Linked DNA regions of Mus musculus: region 1 is linked to region 2. The links are chromatin contacts, called in public HiChIP or PLAC-seq maps. All regions are on one chromosome and are shown on one strand. Each heading gives the region's core, a stretch centred on a gene start, on an enhancer-like site or on the middle of the called end of the contact. The rest is flanking DNA. Distances are from core to core; before and after follow the strand shown.

Region 1 (2,752 bases), core at 181-2,680, 430 kb before region 2:
GACAGGGCCTTAGTAGTTTACGGTCATCGGTTGGCTGGGCCATGTGGGGACAGGGACCAGGGGATTTCACTCCTTCTGGTAGAAGGAGCAGCAGACACAGAATTATAAAGGCACGGACAAGCAAGGCACTAGAAATCAGCCACCAAACCCAGACACTATTGCGTATGCCAGCAAGATTTTGCTGAAAGGACCCTGATGTAGCTGTCTCGTGTGAGGCTATGCCAGTGCCTGGCAAATATAGAAGTATAAAATGGAACACAGGGCCCCCAATGGAAAAGCTAGAGAAAGCACCAAAGGAGCTGAAGGGGTCTGCAACCCTATAGGTGGAACAACAATATGAACTAACCAGTACCTCCCGGAGCTCGTGTCTCTAGCTGCATATGTAGCAGAAGATGGTCTAGTCGGCCATCAGTGGAAAGAGAGGCCCCTTGGTCCTGCAAACTTTATATGACTCAGTACAGGGGAACGCCAGGGCCAAGAAGTGGGAGTGGGTGGGTAGGGGAGCAGGGCGGGGGAGGGTATGGGGGACTTTCGGGATATCATTTGAAATGTAAATAAAGAAAATATCTAATTAAAAAAAAAAGGCAAAAAAGAAAAGAGCAGCAAGCACAGCGTTCCCCTGTGAGGAGATGCACATCACACGTGATTAAGAGCCCCAGTGCCAACCTGCAGGTCCTGGGGTCTTTAGCTCCATGTGACAAAATAAAAGGCAACAGCCGGTGTGGCTCACACCGCAGAGCTTCCATCCCTAAGAGCCAGGGAGGGTGGAAGTCTGAGGTGAGAGGACACTGCTGGCCCAGCACATCTGTACATTTTCCTTCTTGGGCATCTTTCCTCAGATCTCCTCTTCACAGGCCACCAGTCAGGTCGATTGAGAAGGCACCCCAGAGCCTCCCTTACCATTCTCTCTAAAGGCTCTGTCTGTCCGTCATTAGGTGTTGCACTTTAGTACATGGATTTGAGGGATGGCGTTCAGTTCAGAACAGATTTCAGGCAGAGTCAAGATAACAGGTGCCCAGGCTCTGGACTCGAGGACTGGCACCCAAGGTCATCCACTGAGCGGGGCCTTCTGAGGCTTGGTGTTCAGAGGAGAGCGACTGCTTCCGTACCAACACGGGATCCACGCATGCCGCCTGATGTTGTGGTGATGAAAATATCCTGGAAGTGGTGATCGTGGTGGCTGGACCGCAGTGTGACTACACTTCACGCTGTCGTGAGACACCTAAAATGTTTAAAGTAGCGACTTTTATGGCGTGTATATTTCACCACAGTAAAAATAAAAATGAATGCCCGGTAGTGTTGAGTCTTTCAGAATGCAGCAAGTGAGAGCAGCTGGTGGTTGGCTTTAATGAAGCTCTCTCATCCGACCCTCTTTTTCTGACTTGATGGATTCTGGGCAGAATCAGCCCTTTGTCCCTTGGGTGAGCCTTGAGTGGATCCATTCAAGTTCCCCATCACTTGGAGACTAATTCTCGCTGGGATGCTGTACCAGAGTCTCTAGGGAGGAGAGAGGAACGCATTTTAATTGCTGTGTATCAGTATGCAGATCACAAGGGTGCTCCCAAGTTCCCTTTTGAACAGTGTTCATAAGGTCTCCTAAAACCTTTAATGTTTTAATGGCTTTGGATAGACACTTGGTAGAAGCAAGCTTGTTAAAATTGGTGCTTGCTAATCAGAACCACGTTCTTTGGGGGGAAACTTGGAGCGGGGAGCACAGATGCAATTTAGGAAATCACTCAGCGGCAGCTGGAGAATGTTCTCAACGAGTTAGAAAATTGGATCGAACAATATGCTATGAAAGATGGCGGCCGTGTCGAGGCTTAGAAATGTGAAGTGTGTTTGTGTTAAACGCGAATGAGTCACTCTTCTGTTTGCCATTAACATTTTACTCCAATCACGAATATACGTCCAAGGTTATTACGGTTTTCAAGTTTTACAACTATATGTTGCAAACAGAGGAAGCGGGAGGCTGGGGACTCTCGACTGATGCCAGTCTGATGTAGCTGTGGATCCTGCATTGGGGAAAGTCTCAGAATTACAGATGGCTGCCTCTTCCATGATCTTCTCAGGGTTTTCGCAGTTAGATCTCCCACACTACCAATCCCTCCTTCATCCTTGTAGTTTATAGGAGCTACTATGACAAAACGCCGCAACTGGGTGCTTATAAACAACATGTATTTCTCACGGCCTGAGATGAAGTGCTAGCAGATTTGATGTTCATAGCTGGATGTCTTCTTGTTTTGCCCTAACGACAGCTGTGGTCCACGCTTTGGTTTAGGAACAGCACTGACCCTGTCCATGGTGGCAGATTCCCATGAAGGCCCCAGGGCCTCACACCATCACACTGGTGATTAGCCTTCAGTGTATGAACACATACATGGACAAGGGCTTCAGCATCCAGCAGTGGCTTACCTTCCCTGCTTCAGTCTTTCGTACACTCTCACCATCAGGATGTGGTTGCTCGTCGTACCAGAATGGGGGACATTGTTCTTTGCAGTCTGCCCCACTGCTGGTGCCTCTGTAACCCAGCACTCCAGCGTTCCACATATGATGGCATTTTGAATGAGGTCGCTCCTTCTCAGCCTGATGACTGTGCCTCGGGAGGAAGGCGAGTGGCCTGCGTGCCTGACTTTCTCTCCTGCACCTCCAAGAAGCGTTATGGCTTTCTAGGATTGTGTCTGGCAGATGCTCATAGCCCATTAACCATAGCACTCAGTGTGGGTTTCTGCACTGCCTTGGCCTTCCTGCCCAC
Region 2 (3,002 bases), core at 392-2,891:
CAAAACCACAAAACAAAACAAAGCCAATACACTTAAAATATTCTATCACCCAGAGGTGTTATTAAGTTTTTACTTAATTTGAAGTTTTAAAATTTTATTTATTTAAGGTATTGTTAAGATTTGAATGTATTTTCCCATTTTTGAATATTACTGAATATGATCACATAAAATTGGAATTAGAGTGCTGGCATGTATAAGGTTTATACCCTGCCCCTATTCCTTTCATCTTATCATTATTTTTTCATGTGGTATGCTCTTCCAAGGCAAGGTAACTTGGAACAATTTGGGAAAAGGTTCAATTCTTCCTGACTACAGAGAGGCCCTTCCCTCTGGCTTTACACCATGAATCACCTATAAAAATTCTAAGCACTATGAAGAACCTAGTCTACCCAAGAGATTCTCAATTATTCTAGGCACCAATTTTTTTTCTTCATGTTATCCCAACACATCTGGATAATAACTATCGTTACATATCGAAGTAAATTACAATTAGATTAAGAATTGATTGTAGAGTTCCTGGCGGCGGGGACCGGGGTAGCCAACGGCTTGTGGAGCATCATGCCCAAGTTTTATTGTGACTACTGTGATACGTGTCTTACCCACGATTCTCCATCTGTGAGGAAGACACACTGCAGTGGTCGGAAACACAAAGAGAATGTGAAAGACTATTACCAGAAATGGATGGAAGAGCAGGCCCAGAGCCTGACTGACAAGACAACGGCTGCATTTCAACAAGGGAAGATCCCTCCGCTCCGGTCTCTGCTCCTCCGCCTGCAGGGGCCATGATCCCACCTCCCCCCAGTCTCCCGGGCCCTCCTCGGCCTGGCATGATGCCTGCGCCCCACATGGGAGGCCCTCCCATGATGTCAATGATGGGCCCCCCCTCCGCCCGGAATGATGACCGTGGGACCAGCTCCTGGGATGAGACCACCCATGGGAGGCCACATGCCCATGATGCCCGGGCCTCCCATGATAAGACCTCCTGCCCGCCCTATGATGGTGCCCACCCGGCCTGGCATGACCCGGCCAGACAGATAAGAGCAGAAGCGCTCTTGATGGTTTTGTATTTCTTGTTCTGTTCCACCAGGAGCTCTTGGTGCTGAGCCTGAGTGTTTACTAGATGCATGGAAAGGAAACTTCCCTTCCTAACTGAATATTTTTGGAGAGAGAAATAATACAAAAAAGTGCAGTTTTCACTTATATTGTGAAATGTGAAATGTGAAAATAAAATCATCAGCTCTTTTAGTTAAAAAAAATAATTAATTGTAAAAAGAAAACACAAAATCCTGGAATTAGTGAGTAAAATATACATATAATTGAAATATTATAGTACTGAAGAACACTAAAGACATACTCATATAGGTGACAACACAAAAACTTTACATTTCTCCTCTATATGCAGAACTGAACGGCTAGTGACTAAGTAGGACATATATTTCCCATATGTATTATGGGCAAAAATTTATTTTAAAAAATTATGCAGGAAGAGCTCATAGAAAAGGCCAACTATAGAAAACACCCAGAAAAAAAAAATCCACCATGTGTATGGAGATTTAAAAGCATTTCCCTTTAAAGTGACGTAGAAGCTGATCTTCCCTCCAGGACAGCCTATTCCCTGCCTGGCTCCGCCCCAGCCACCAGTAACTCAGGGGCATCCAGCACGCTTACACTTGTGTCTTGCAGCGTTTTCTCACTAAGACAAAGCCAAACTCAAAGCAAATATATTAAAACTAAAACCTGAACACATAGAGGAAGCCACAGTGACACGGAGGTCCCTAAAAATCAGATGCAAAGGAACGCAAGCACCATTATCACCGGTGCTGGGCTCTGCGCAGGTTCAACCTGCAATAAAGAAAGTCTTTCCAATCTGCCCTGCGACTTCACCCTCATTGGGATGCATATTCGTGATTTCCTGATTACTCTGCTACATAATGTATACCATTTCCCACTTTGGTTTGCACAACGCTTGTTCAATATTCATATTTTGTCTCTTAACGATTGTAGTAAATCACTTCAAACACAATAACCTATTTAAGAGTGGGTTTATAGGCGAAAAGGCACACCTTTAATGCTGTGACTGCAGTCATCAGATTCTCTGGTTCTACCCGGGCACTCATTACAGAATGCTCAAAGGACGCAACACGCAGAAGAGGCCATCGGAGGCTGAAGGAGTCAGCCCCGCCCAGCGCGCGCTTCCTGGTGGCAGGGCGTATCCATAGGAACCCGGTGAAATGTTTTGTTTTAGTCACTTGGCTCCTTTCTCGTTCTCACCGGAGCCAACAGTTGCAAGATAATGCAGTTTAGACATGTCGCAGCTGTTGAAACTCAGTGGAAGCTTGAGCCGGTGGTGGAGCGCGATCAAGAATCAGAAACACCAAAGCAGCAGTGTGATACAGAGTCAAGGAGGAGCTTTGAGAAGACAAAGGGCAGGAAATAAAGCCCGCCCGCCCGCTTTAAAGCAGAACCCTGGGGTGGGGTGGGGTGGGGTGGGGGTGGGGGCGACATCAGGTTGAGAGCAAGCAGTGACTTTTTTTGTCCCGTGAAGCCGCTTACTGGATAACATGAAAAAATGGCAGATTTGGGAGATGACTTCTCAGAAGCTGAAGAGCAGGCAGAGGGATGTCGCTCTTGGGAAGGGCGTTTATAATTCAGAAAGTAACAAAATCTAAATGGAAGTCATAATCTGTAATGTTTGCTCTGCACTTAAAACCTGAATTCTTTCTGGCAGGAATGTGGTCCGTCTCCAGTTCTCAGGCTAGCCTCATGACCTACTCTCTAATACACACTTCTGAGAAACTGTCAGAGACAGAGTTCAAACCTGTATCACAGGACTGTAAGCTTGGTAAGAGAAACTTTCACAACCATTGAAAGTCATTTATGCCCACAAAGCCCCACACCTTTAGAGAATAAAATAAAATTGATCGCAGTGCACGAATCTGATGACGAATGTGAATTACAACATGCATGGTGTACCCAAGAAGAAGACAGTTTCCATGTTAAAA

What was found. HiChIP or PLAC-seq counts read pairs in DNA pulled down with a chosen protein or histone mark.
Region 1: a contact with region 2 is called in an H3K4me3 HiChIP or PLAC-seq map of embryonic basal ganglia, with 4 times the contacts expected there. The contact joins two enhancer-like sites. A contact is called at or near these places in 5 of 484 Hi-C or Micro-C datasets (the BV-2 cell line, LSK cells, bone marrow-derived macrophages and 2 more) and 13 of 115 datasets of contacts at active chromatin or transcription factors (cardiomyocytes, craniofacial prominence, embryonic basal ganglia and 10 more).

What each region holds. Positions count from the first base shown.
Region 1 is chr14:118,608,014-118,610,765 of GRCm38.p6, reverse strand. All of the region lies in intron 13 of Abcc4 (ATP-binding cassette, sub-family C (CFTR/MRP), member 4), which reads left to right. Among named protein-coding and RNA genes, the nearest start is that of Mir6391, 17 kb to the right of the region's middle. Within about 2 kb of position 1,430, at least 17 of the 459 cell types and tissues checked have an H3K27ac peak or open chromatin away from gene starts, as enhancers often do. A contact at or near this core is called in embryonic basal ganglia, where this site is marked.
Region 2 is chr14:118,179,645-118,182,646 of GRCm38.p6, reverse strand. It overlaps the pseudogene Gm4674. Among named protein-coding and RNA genes, the nearest start is that of 4933431J24Rik, 30 kb to the left of the region's middle. Within about 2 kb of position 1,641, at least 211 of the 459 cell types and tissues checked have an H3K27ac peak or open chromatin away from gene starts, as enhancers often do. A contact at or near this core is called in embryonic basal ganglia, where this site is marked.